Linked DNA regions of Hordeum vulgare: all the other regions are linked to region 2. A link is a contact called in public Hi-C data. All regions are on one chromosome and are shown on one strand. Each heading gives the region's core, a stretch centred on a gene start, on an enhancer-like site or on the middle of the called end of the contact. The rest is flanking DNA. Distances are from core to core; before and after follow the strand shown.

The links. A called contact is a pair of places that touch in the nucleus more often than the background predicts.
Region 1: a contact with region 2 is called in a Hi-C map of leaf, with 5 times the contacts expected there. The contact joins the promoter of LOC123402327 here to the promoter of LOC123401984 in region 2. A contact is called at or near these places in 3 of 6 Hi-C or Micro-C datasets (leaf and seedling) and 1 of 1 datasets of contacts at active chromatin or transcription factors (embryo).
Region 3: a contact with region 2 is called in a Hi-C map of seedling, with 5 times the contacts expected there. The contact joins the promoter of LOC123402409 here to the promoter of LOC123401984 in region 2. A contact is called at or near these places in 4 of 6 Hi-C or Micro-C datasets (leaf and seedling) and 1 of 1 datasets of contacts at active chromatin or transcription factors (embryo).

What each region holds. Positions count from the first base shown.
Region 1 is chr6H:360,235,161-360,239,880 of MorexV3_pseudomolecules_assembly, forward strand. LOC123402327 (UDP-N-acetylglucosamine transporter UGNT1-like) reads left to right here and starts at 1,413. Exons shown (of 10, transcript XM_045096230.1): 1 at 1,413-1,818; 2 at 4,006-4,082. The coding sequence starts at 1,680.
Region 2 is chr6H:359,644,578-359,648,753 of MorexV3_pseudomolecules_assembly, forward strand. It overlaps LOC123401984 (adenine phosphoribosyltransferase 1-like), which reads left to right and starts at 2,252. Exons shown (of 6, transcript XM_045095848.1): 1 at 2,252-2,523; 2 at 2,610-2,720; 3 at 4,124-4,176. The coding sequence starts at 2,328.
Region 3 is chr6H:358,922,045-358,926,678 of MorexV3_pseudomolecules_assembly, forward strand. It overlaps LOC123402409 (trafficking protein particle complex subunit 2-like), which reads left to right and starts at 1,846. Exons shown (of 6, transcript XM_045096333.1): 1 at 1,846-2,021; 2 at 4,006-4,088. The coding sequence starts at 4,008.

The sequences.
Region 1 (4,720 bases), core at 163-2,662, 590 kb after region 2:
AAAGAAAATATACGTGTTTGGCGCATAGCGCATATTAGCTTGGCTATGGGGCGGAATTGCACCGTCATCGCATCAAACATGAGGTGTTTTGTGCTATTTGTGGACGAGAAAAAGGGGCTCGCCGATTGACTCACCGGGTGTAGAGGCAACTGGAGGAATGACTGGAGGCTCATGCCAACTCCCCACCGTCTTCGACTGCTAAACCAATCGGAAGATGGCGCCTTCCAAAGGTGGGCTGACTCAAGAAAAATGCGGATGAGCTGCCGTAAACCTAGATTGCTATAGTGGTGGTGGAGCGGCCGTGCGCGATCATTATGGCAAGTTCTTGGCTAGAACATGTCATTTCCCCCATCTATTACGGAAACCGAGCTAGCCGAGTTGCTTGCTTGCCGCGAGTAGTATAACTCATCATTGAGGTGGTAGCTCAACAGCTCTTGCATGAGACACACAATCAAGATGTGAGTACAACCCTGATGTCACAAGAGCTGGACCGGTCCACGTATGAACCTATCATAGAAAGATCAAGAATTTGCTAACATACCATGAGTGAGCATTAACTCAATTGGGTTAGACGTTTTGCAAGAGAGCAACACCCATATTAGTTAGGGAAGGTTATCTTAATAAACTTTGTAAGGCATGGTTGCACATTCCTCCGGGTTATACCTGTTTTCTCGGATGTACCAAAAACTCTTGAACAAAGAACATCAATTCTCCTAAGAAAACAAGTTTCTTTTTACGTAAAAGAAAATACAGCAACCATTAAAAACTGCTTATTTTGAAAAATGCTTTAAGGTAGTAGAAGTGTTTATGTTCGCTTGAGGATGTATATCGGACTTATCGAGGTAAAACTTAATGTTTCCGCAAGAAAAAAAGGCAGCACATAAATGCTTAAAAAATGACAGTATGGCAACACGGCATCACAGCATACAGCTTGCCCTTTAATATTTTCCATGAATTCGTGAACAAGGAAAGAAGCAAATACACACCACAATCAGAATCATATCCTCAGGAATTAAGTGACACCAAACATAGTAAGTACTGTACCTCGGTTGGGTTGTAGACCAGATATTCGTTTCCTCGGACCAGACCTACGCAGCGCACTAGTAGCAGGAGCAAATTCCATTCCATCTTAGCAACACAAATCTTTTAACGCACAGAGCCCCTCGAATCGTGACACATAACGCCACCATATCCGGCTCGTGGATCCCCTCCACCCTTCCTCGGGAGATTTGTTTGTTTAATCGACCGGTGGCATGTGAGCACTTGAGATAAGCGTCCACCCAGCCATGTTGCCCCCCCATGTTGGAGCTGCGCTGTGCCGGGTGCGCTCGATCTCATCCCAGACGTGACCAACAACGACGCACCACAAGGCACAAGGCAGGCAAGCTCCCGGCTTATAAAAGGGCGCCCGCCGCGCTGGCCAACGCCGCTGACAGGCAGTCGCAGGCGCGGCCGGTCGGGCAGAAGTTTCCCCTTCCCCAGCCAGCCGCAGCCCACAGGAGCGGCCGAGTCGCCGAAAACTCCCCGTCCGATCGGGCCAAAAGCAGAGACGAGTCTTGCTCGCTCCCAAACGGCCGTTTTCCCCTTCCGCGCATCGCCACAAATATCCTTCCTCCTCCCGCTGCTCCTCCTCCTCCTCCTCGGCGTGGTCGCTCGCGGGCGGAGATCCGGGAGGGGAGATGGCCAAGAGCGCAGGAGGGGTGCTGCTGCCGGTGTCCGCCGATGCGGGGAAGGGCGACGGCGAGGCCGCGCTGTTCAAGGGCTCCGCCATGACCCGCCGCGGCGCCGTCGCCGCGCTCTCCTACATGTCCTGCTCCGGTACGCGCCTCGATCCGCGTCTTCTCTTTTCTCTGCGCGACTGTGGTGTGGCGCAGAATTGACGCCTTGTCTGTGTGTTTTCGTTTACGGCGGCGGGCTTGTGGCTCGTTGGGTGGGTTCAGGTAAAGGGTAGCGCTTGATTTGCTGCTAATCGTCGCTAGCTCGTTGCTTCAGTTGCCCGTCACATCCCTTATTCAGCTACTTGGGGGTTGGAGTTAGTGCTGGCTGGTTGACTCGTGTCTAACATGAAACCATTTTAGTACTGCCAGTTCAGTTGCCACAGGTTATAGGTATTCATAAGTAAGAGCTAGTACTTAGACTTGGAGATGGTTTAGCATTAGTAAAAACTGGCTGTCTCTACTATCTATTTGTATTTGAGTGCCACAAGGACAACTATCTCAAACACTGCTGCACAATGATCGCATCGGTCTCGTGCATGTCCTGCTCCGGTGCGTGACTCGATCTGCGATTCTGTGCCTCTCTTGGGAGTTGGAGTTAGTGCTGGTTGGTTGACTTGTGTCTAGCATGAAACCATTTTAGTACTGCCAGTTCAGTTGCCCAGGTTATACGCAAAGTACATACCGCTCAGTGGGTGTCACCGTAGGTATTCGTCAGTAAGAGCTACTTATAGACCTAGTAAAAACCGGCTATTACCACTACATATGGGGGGCTACCAGCAATTTTTAATAAATTGCGAAAGCCAGGACTTGAACTCAAGACCTTAGCTCCGATACCATGTCAAGCTTCATGCACTAGCCAACGCAACCAAAAACCCGAACTGACGGAAAGGGCTAGTGCAATCCACATATACTGGAACAGGCCCATCTATCTCAGAAACACAATTCAGTAAAGACAATCGTTTGGCTTGTCGAGTTTCGCGGCTAGGGGCACTCCATCGCCGTTAGGGGTAGGCATTAGCGAGGAATATCTCTGATAGATATAGTGTTGTATGGCTTATGGTGTAATTGGCTTGTTTGCCACTTCTTTGGAATTGATATGGTTATGGGCCTTCGACCCTTGGTCTAATTTCACGACGGAGAGTTGGCGTGGCGTAAAGTGAAGACTGGGGGGAATAGAGCGAAATCCCCGTCTGGGGTATTCCGAAGGTGTAACCTAGGCAACGAAAAAGGGGCCCGATACTTCAACTAAAGGAGCGACCTGTTGGTTCACCAAACCCCGACCCAGTGTCACACGCTCTCCAGGTCCGAAGGGATCCAGTGCCCAACTACCGATTCCTCCCAGAACTGCATTATCCATTCCATGGCGTATTCTTGAAAGAAAAAAAAGCATTTGGCTTGTAGTAAATATCACAGCGCTGGATATGTCAAATATAATCATACTGCAAGATGATCAACTTGGTGGTATAATTTATATAACTAATTGTGCTGGCTCTTGTGGATCCGACCAAAGTATGTTGCTTGTTTCTTGTCATGGCTATGTGATTCTCTTAGGAGCCGGTGGCGCTGCTGCTCTGTTCAAGGGTCCACTATGATGACATTCTGCGGCACCTCCATCGCGCTCTCCTACATGGTCATCATTGATACGTCAACCCACTCCTTTTGTCTTGTTTGGTTTTAGATGCAGTTCTATGTGGCATGAATTGCATGCTTTGGTCATCACGGGGTGGCTAGATCCATTGTATGAATTTGGAGATAGAAATGTTGGTATGGTCTTGTAATGTAGCACTAGTTGCAGTTTGTGTCTGTTAGGCATCACTTCTGTTACTGAGGTGCTTGGGGTTGGGATGGGGACTGGTCTGTTGACTTCTATCTAACTGCTCAGCAGAGCTTCAAGTAGGAATCATCTCGGTAGTACCTACCAGGGGTCGGGAATTCTACCGTATCGAGGAAGAATTTTACCCTGTTTGAACGGAGACTTTGACGAGTATGATTCTTCAATACAACATGCATACATCTGCTAACCTTGTGTTGGCATAGTAAGAGAGATCAAATTCTGATGGGAACATTGAAAATCCTTTGCCATTTAAAGTGGATAATAGAATCATTGCCAAATTATAATTGCGAGTGAAAATTTCTTGATTTTTTTAAATTGTTCATATTTATCTTTTATCTTCTGAGAAGCATTACAAACTGGTTTCCGCACAGGAACTTTCCTGATGATATTTCTGTTTCTCTTTATGTTGTGGAAATTTTGAATTCCCTTGCTAATATTTTTTACAATGTGCAGTTTTGCTGGTGATGTTTAACAAGGCGGCTCTATCTTCGTATAAATTCCCTTGTGCAAATGTCATTACACTCCTTCAGGTGCTTCATTCTGTGTGGACATACTCTGAACAGTCTGTTTTGTTAAATGCTCTCTTCTCATTAGTCCGTATGCTTATTTTGCTGAATAGCTGTAATTCACCCGACGGAGTAAATAAACGATTTGTGCCCACGTTCTGTCTCATCAACAGTAAAAAAAACTGTACTAGACTATTTCTGACCTGCTTGTGGTCTTGGAAAGTAATGATAGATATCCAAAACCTACATACTCTACTTCTAATTCATCTAGTTGAAGAATGTTCACTTTCTTATTGGAGGAGCCATAGACAACGAGCCTGCTATGAGTTGCAGTAATATTGCAGTGGTATAGTTGTTGCCTTGTTGGTGTATTGTGGCTTATGTAATACTCCCTCCGTTCCTAAATATAAGACCTTATAGAGATTTTACTATAGACTACATACGGAGCAAAATGAGTGAATCTACACTTTAAAATATGTCTATATACATCCGTATGTAGTCTATAGTGCAATCTCTATAAGGTCTTATATTTAGGAACGGAGGGAGTATGTACTTACTTCCTTTAGCTGTACAGCTCTGTTGGCTGAATTTGTTACTGTATGATATGCTTGGTCATGTCTTTCCTTTCTGACACCTAATTAACATGTGCAGATGGTGTGCTC
Region 2 (4,176 bases), core at 1,002-3,501:
CTCTTCTACCTCTCCGTCTCTCTTGCTGGATCAAGAAGGCCGAGATCATCGTCGAGCTGTACGTGTGCTGAACGCGGAGGTGTCGTCCGTTCGGCACTAGATCGTGGGACTGATCGCGGGACGGTTCGCGGGGCGGATCGAGGGACGTGAGGACGTTCCACTACATCAACCGCGTTCAGTAACGCTTCTGCTGTACAGTCTACAAGGGTACGTAGATCACACATCCCCTCTCGTAGATGGACATCACCATGATAGGTCTTCGTGCGCGTAGGAAAATTTTTGTTTCCCATGCGACGTTCCCCAACAGTGCGTCCCTCCATGGACTGGGAGCGCCTCGATGTCGAGTGGCGCTTCTGGAAGCCATGCCGAGTGGTCGGCGACAAAGATGAGGGCGCCAAACGGATCTCACCACCCATGAACGAACCGCCGCCAGAAGACATGACGAAGAGTGAAAAATGCAAACTTGCCGGAAGTTGCTTAGACGCGTGCCCCACGGTGGGCGCCAACTGTCGTGGGAATAAACCTGACAGTAGAGGTGTAGGATACGAATGGAGAGGGGAGAGTCCTAGCTACGACAAGCTTGTACGCAAGATGTATGAGTTCAGGCCCTTCTCTTGGAGGTAACTGCCCTACGTCTCACGTGCTCGGGAGCTCTTGCAGTGTGGATTGTGTAATACAGAGGGTGCAAACCCTTGTGCCGGAGGGGAGGGGTGGCTTATATAGAGTGCGCCACCTCTCATCAAGGCCTCAACATCTAAGGTCTCGATCAATATGAGTTAAAGATATACGTTACTGATAACGTAAGTGGGTAATAAATGCTACTAAAGACCATTGACTCAACGTGTGTCAGTATGCCCTCGTGGGTGACTTCTCGTCTTCAATGTCGACCGGAATCCTTCCGAGTGGATACCGGTCGTTGAGTGTATGGGAATATAATCCGAGTGTTTACATACCGAGTGACTTTTTAGGTGCCATCTTCATCCAGTCGGAATCTTCTGTCTGACCTTTGACCTAATAATGAGGTACCCTTGCATAGGACATTCAGGTCAGGCGTGTGATCCTACCCTAGGTACATATCCCCATCATGTTTGACACTGAACCATATTAGAGACATGGCCCTCTTGCCCAAGTTGATCAACAGCTATCGATAACCTGTACTGCCTTCCTCAACATGCGACAGGAGATCCGAAATCCATAGATGCATCAACAACTGTAGGACGATTTGGTGGAGCATCTATGAAGGCTCAAGGACAAAGCCTAGCTCGATGTGTGATGAATTATGAGTTTTTATTTGTTGAACTATTTTGATTTGTTAAATTATTTTTTATTTATATTGATTTCTGTAATAAACCATGTGATAAAAAAATAAAAAATATGTTCAATTTGTGTCGAAGCACGTCCAATAGTATGTGCCAAAATTGATTGCATTTACCGTTTTTAATCATGAATTCACGAGCGATCCAAGAGAGCGAAGACGTCGAGGCATACATACATACACATCGCAGCAGCAGCATGCAGCAAGGGTCCGGGCTCGCGGCACGGTGCACCGAATACCTGGACGAAATAAAGGTGACATAACTGGCGCCGTACCGCCGCCCAGTGCTGATCCTGCACGCGGCAGGGCATGCAGCACCGGCATCCACATCCGCATCGGATCCCCACCCCGTGCGCTCCGCTCCGCTCCGGCTGCGTGTTTGGACGTAGCGCCATGCCGAGGCGGCCGAGCGAGCGACGAAGCACGGAGACGGAGGTGTGAAAAGCAGAGCAAAAGATGGTGCGCGCGTCTGTGGGAAACGGCGCCAGGTGCCAAGTGGAGTAACTCCTCCCTCCACCTGTTTGATTTCTCTGAAACGGCTACCCACTGCTCACGAATAGAGGAAGAAAACTCTACACTCCTACGCGGGAGTAGAGTAGTAGAGAGAGAAACAGAGGTGGTAGCTGCGCTGCGCTGCGTCTGGGCTTGGGGGAAAGCGACGCGGCCCGCGCGCGCCCACAGACGCCCACGCCCACGCCCACGCCCACACACACATTGTCACGTACAAGTAGGCTGTGGATAGGCTATAGACGGGGTCTACTCCTACGCGGGAGGGGTCACAGGCTATGCGTTGTGAACAGGGGCCCGTGGTGGTCCGCTGCTTGTTTCCAAGTCCAAGGATCGATGATAGTAATAAAGGAAGCAACGCCCCCGCAACCCCAACCCCCCTTCTCCTTTCCTTTTCCCTGCTATATATACACCGGCACCCGTCAGCAAGCAACATTAACTCACTTGTTCACCTCAACACTCCAGCTCCTATCTAGCGCAGCGCAGCTCTGTAGAGTGAGTGGAAATGGGCGAGGAGGCCAATTGCAACGCCGTGATGGAGGCCGCCAACGGCAACGGCAACGGCAAGGTCAAGGAGAACGGCCACGCCGTTGTGGCCATGCCGGACGTCAAGGCCGACGACGCCGTGGTGGCGCCCGCCGACCCCCGGCTGCAGGGCATCTCCGACGCCATCCGCGTCGTCCCGCACTTCCCCAAGCCAGGTAGGTCCTACCCTCTCTTGACTCTTGATCCACCCCATCCAGCAGCGCAGCGCACGACTACATAAACTTGTTGGCTCCCATCGCAGGCATCATGTTCAACGACATCACGACGCTCCTGCTGCGGCCCGGGGTGTTCAAGGACGCCGTGGACATCTTCGTCGAGCGCTACCGCGGCATGGACATCGCCGCCGTCGCCGGTAACCCACCCGTCCCTCCTTACTCCTTAGTAGTAATTCCTAGCTTACTCCTAGCTCCCCCATCCCCATGCATGTACGTACACTTGTCTACCCCGCTCCGCCCTCCTCCCGTCCTCTGAAGGCAAGAAGAGGCAGGGGTGGTACTGGTAGAGAGAGGAGGAGGAGGGCTTCGGTGAGTTGTTGTGAGATTCCGTAATATCTTTGGGGGAGATCTCCCGTGGTCCTTTTGCTCCCGCATGCTTGTCGTCGCCCGGGTGCGCTTTTTCGCATCACTCTGGCTGCTGCTCACCCGTCCTCCGCCTTTTCTCGGGAGAACAATATCATATAGCAGCCACAATAATAGTCCCACGCTACTGTTCCTGTTCCTGTTCCTGCTGGCCAAGCTTTGCCACGCCCTTCATGTTAGTAGAATACAGTATGTGCCACTGTGTGTTGTACTAGCACCGCTACCAAATCGCTAGAGTAGGAGGAGTTCGCCGAGGGCCTGTTGTGGCGGTGGGTGACGGTTCGCAATGGCGTCGGCCATTTCCGGTCACGAACGCGAGGGCTGCCTACCGAAAGGGAAAGTCGGGCTCGGGTGTTTGCTACGCTCTGCATGTGCGGGTTATGGTCTTTTATGCTAAGATAAGATAGTACTATTGGTAATGCCATGCCCATATTATGGTCGATCTCTATGTGAGGAATCGGCAGGCCAGCTGCTCTTTACTACTCCTACAGTAGTATATTATCAGGTCAGAACAAGAAGGCCCCCTTTTTTTCATAGCGTTGTTTAGAGGTAGAGGAATCAGGAATGTATGCGTCGGCGCCTGCTCGACCCGACGCGGCACCCGCAGCGTGCGTGCGTGCGTGCCAGAATGTTTGGCACATGACGCGGTCGCGCTGCTCCAACTTGGCCTTTTTTTTTTTTTACAAAAAGCCCATGGGCCGTGACGAGTCGGGCGGAATCTGGCGCATTCAATAGCGTATCCGGGGCGCACGTAGAAGCCCTGGCACGGGCAGATCTCGTGGCCAGCGAGGGGACCGGACCAGAGGTCCCCCGTGGTCCGACGGCCGCGGCCGTGTCTGCCGGGGATCGGATCGGACGGTGGGAGGCCGGCGGTACACCGGACGGACGGAGTAGGCGCCTGTAGCACCCCGTTTGCTCTGAGGTCATGCGCGTGGATGTGGCCAATCTGCCGTCGTTTTCACGGGAAAGTACTGCTTCTCAGATTTTGCTTTGTTCCTTTGTTGGATCCTCTGTCTGCTTCCTCCCTACCTGGTCCTGGTTTTGGGTTTTCCATTCTGTTTCCTCATAACCCTCTCCTTTTATTACCAGTAAGACAGTATCTTGTTATTCTCGACTAAATGGAGTTACCTTGTGTGCCATCATATTATTTATGATTATTTTTGTTTCCATTCTTCAGGGATTGAGGCGAGAGGGTTTATATTTGGCCCGGCGATTGCACTAGCCATCGGT
Region 3 (4,634 bases), core at 596-3,095, 720 kb before region 2:
AAAAAACGTTTTTTCGTTTCCGAGATGCACGGTCGTGCCTCTCACGGAAGCAAAACTGCGCCTCTCACGAAAAAAAACTGAAAACACATTTTTTTCTTGTTTGAGAGGCACTGCCGTGCCTCTGGCAAAAACAAAAACCATGACTCTCGTAGAAGAAAATCCGTGCCTTTGATAGAAAAAGAAATGAAAGTGCATTTTTTTGTTTCCGAGAGGCACGACTGTGCCTCTCGTCAAAGCAAAATTGTACCTCATGCGAAAGTAAAACCATGCCTCTCGCAAAAAGAAATAAAAAACACGTTTTTTTCGTTTTTGATAGTCAGGGCCTCGCGAAAGCAAAACCGTGCCTCGCGAAAGCAAAACGTGCCAGTCGCAGAAAAAAACGCATTTTATCATGCAATTTTTTTAAAATTTTCTTTCATCGAAAAGCTAAGAAAGACGAGCGAAAACCGAAACACCAAAAACCTGAAAAAACAATCTAAGAAGACGAAAGCGTGTGTAGAAAAATAAATCCGAAGAAAACACTTAAACGCGACAAGTGACGGCCGCTGAGAGTGCATCAAGTGGCGGCGCATGAGAAAGATTGTTGGGAGGTTCACGAAGGAGTGCTGCCTAACTAGTTGCTCCCCAAAACCCGAAATCACTAATTGTGGAGTACTCCTTTAAAAGGTCACTCCCACCTTCTCTGGTTGGGACAACGGGCACACTACATGTGTGCCACTCGTTGTAATCGGGAGTTTTTCCATTTTTTCGTAGGTCCGTATTTTGAAAATGTTTTATCTCTTAAATCGTTTCGTCCAAATCTCGAACTTTTTTTTTTCACGAAAAAAAACCGGAAGAAAAAACTGGACGAAAAACCGTCCCTCACGTGATAAAAAAAACAAAAAACACGTTTTTGTCCCTTTCCGAGAGGCACGAGTCGTGTCTCTCGCGAAGGCTAAACCATGCCTCTCGCGAAAGCAAAACCGTGCCTCTTGCGGAAAAAATAGAGAAGAAAACGCGTTTTCCCTTTCGGGAGAGACACGGGCGTGCCTCTCGCGAAGGCAAAACCGTGCCTTTTCGCGGGCAAAACCGTGCCTCTCGAAAAAAACGCGTTTTTTTCCTTTCGGGAGAGGCAAGGGCGTGCCTCTTGCGAAGGCAAAATCGTGCCTTTCGCAGAAGGAAAACCGTGTCTCTCGCAAAAAAAATTGAAAAAGGTTTTTTCCTTTCCGAGAGACACGGACGCGCCTCTCGTGAAGGTAAATTTGTACCTTTCGCGGAAGCAAAATCGTGCCTCTCGCAAAAAATAAAATAGAAAACGCATTTTTTCCTTTCCAAGAGGCACGGTCGTGCCTCTCGCGAGGGCAAAACCGTGTCTGTCGCAAAAAAAAGAAAATGCGTTTTTTTACGTAAAAAAAAAGAAAATGTGTTCTTTCCTAAAAAATATTTTTTTTTCGTCCAAAAGCTACTAAAGACCGGTAAAAGGCCGAAACACCAAAAAAATCCGCAAAAAAATCACTCGAAAAGAAGAAAACGCGTGTGAAAAAATAAAAAAATAAAATTAGAAGGGAACGCTTAGAGCGTGATATGTGACGATGATTGGGAACGCGCCAAGTAGCACCATGTGGAAGTGATTGCTGAAATGCTTGTGAGGGAGTGCTGGCTAATCTTTGGAAGGAGCGTTCGTTAATCAGTTGCTCTCTGGATCCGGACGCGCTGGTTTCCAGCGCCCAGCTCTATGTGTGGGCCAGCCCATGAGGAGGTGTGCGTGGGCGCTGACTACGAGGTCCCGCCCGCGAAGAACGGCCCATTTGGCCAGCTAATGACAAACCAGGCCCTGCGCAGGCAACGGTGGGCTGGTGGAGCGACGAGGCAACCTCTCGCCCCCAAACTAAAAAAAAAAACTTGTGCGTCCCTCGCTCGTCCGACACCTCCTTCCCCGTCTTCGTCCAAGCTAGGGTTTCCTCTGCTGACCCCCGGTCGTGCTTCCGGCCGCTACTTGCATCTCTCCGCCCTCCATTCTTTCCACTCCTCGAGCCTATGTGGTAAGTTCAACGGGATTCTCTGACTAATTTGAGCGCGGTGGTCCTATCAATCCGGTCTTTGCTTCCCTGTCATTTTTTGTTGTTCATCTGTGGCGTTGAGGATTATGCATCCCAAACAATCCCGAGTGCTGTTACCTGTAGATCCCCCCTGACAGAGTTGACGGCAATGTTTACAGATGCTACTGAACTCGATTTATGAATCAAGCAAATATCAGAATTCTAACTGCAGCGTACCTACAGGCTACATTGTCTTGATTACATCCTAAATGGTGCATAAGGGCATGTGCATTAGTGTAGATAACCCCGACTGTAGCTATCACCTATAGACAGCAGTAAAGACTACCTGTACAACAGTTTGTCCAAAAACGGTCTTCTTCCCTGATTTTTTGCTTTAGCTTGAGCTCTATTGATGCTTGTAGCTCTGCACTTGCAAACTGGATAAGCCAAATGTTTCGTGGATAGAATTAGTTGAATTGTCTAAATCCTGTACCATGTATCTGATATTAGCTAAGTGTGTGCTCTGATATTTATCTTGCTGCTACCTACTATTATGACACACTTGAACTGTTTGGTTGTTCTTGGTTCTTAAGGTCTTGATGTATAATGGTGTCACGGTGAGTAGGTTGCTATACTCATGTCTCATGCTTATGTGATTTTAAAATATTTGAAAAACCAATTTGCTTTAGCTGTGTAGTCATGACATTTGTGTTTCAGTGTTTGCGACAATTGTAAACTACATAAGGTCAACAAATTACAATTTTCCTGTCAGATATGGCAAGCACAGGATGCTTTGTGATCGCTAGTAAAAATGATATCCCAACGGCAAATGGCTGTTGATACGGAGTGATATTTTTGGATATCGACCGTCTGATGAATAATCGACACCCTCCTTCTCTCTTTTCATTCTCTCTCCTCAACGTAGATAAAAATCCCATGTGGCATGCGTTACAGACGGCTGAGTGGATGCTGTTGTACATGTCCTAAGAAATGACATAAGTATTAAGTAGTCAACTTAGATTCAAAGTACACGTTTATTAATCACAAGTACTTGGCTGTTTTCCAGACCACCCATCCCACAACACAAGGGGGCAAATTCACCACCTTTTAGAAATAATGATCACAATAACTATGGACAAATCCAACCAAACACGCTCTCACATGCAAAATCCCCACCAATCCTGTAACGCAGCCAACCCAGAAACATTTTCACTCAGCCATGGACAACTCAAACAGGCCAGGGATGACCAAACATCCCTTACTAGCATGCACTCAGCTAGGCTCAAATTAACCAGGATGTGGGATACTTTAGCCATGTAGACTTTATATTCCCCAAAATCGCCGGCTGGTTTGTTAGTTGACAATCTTGATCCCTAGCCTTCCCAATCCCAGCAAGTTGGACATCATTGGCAGTCAATTTTGGCCATTCATCAACTCGTAGATTTCTTCAACTGTTGAATGCATCTTCAAACTTAGGCTAGCCAGAGAATGGGGGTATGTCCTATGGGGCTAGCTCTCTTCGTGCAGGCAACCAGAAATACGTGTAGTCGCCCAGAAGTGTGCACTGGTGTCGTCACTGGTTGTATGATTGGGGAATTTACGCTTGTAGCTTTGTACTTGCAAATTAGATAACCAAATGTTTCGTGGATAGAATAAATTGAATTGTCTAAACTATGTAATGTTCTTAGTTACTTGACATGTATATTGTATCATGTATCTGATATTAGCTAAGTATGCTCTGGTATTTATCTTGCTGCTTCTTACTATTACACACTTCAACTGTTTGTTTGTTCTTGGTTCTTAATTCTAGATGTATAATAGTATCATTGTGAGGTAGGTTGCTTTACTCATGTCTCATGCTTATTATGTCATTTTAAAATATTTGAAAAATCAATTTGCTTTAGCTGTGTAGTTATGACATTTGTGTTTCAGTTTTTGCGTCAATTTTAAACTACTTTCAGATCAACAAATTTAATTTTCCTGTCAGATATGGCGAGCACAACATGCTTCGTGATCGTTAGTAAGAATGATATCCCAATCTATGATGCTGAAGTTGGATCAGCTCCAAAAGTATGATTCATTCAGTTTATTCCCTTTAGTAATTAATTTATGTTCTACTCTATTTATTACATTTGTGGTGTTTTTATATATGCCTTTGTTGATTTAGCGAAGTCCAAACTTCAGTGCAATGTTTAAATACTCTTTGTAGTTGTGTTCCCATATTCCTTTGCTACTGATGGAATCCACGCTGCATGTAATCTTGTATGTGGAAGTAGATCATGTATTATAATGTGCACATATATTGTTCATTGTAGTATTATTACTGGTTTGCAACCTTACTTTATGGGACATCTACTGTCCATTCCATCTCAAGCAAGAATAAATTGTTCATCTGAATTATAAACACCAAATGTAGCTTTACAGTTTTTTTCTAAGATAATGAAATGATGGAAACTTGCAACTCTTGTGATCTTGTCACATTATTTCCCCCCTCAGAGGCATAAATAGTAACCCCTTTGTCTCGAGACTCGAGGTGGACTCTTTAATTCTATTTTATTATAGACGCTTAGCAAAAAATATATAGTTTTATAATACCTGGGACATGGATGTTATATG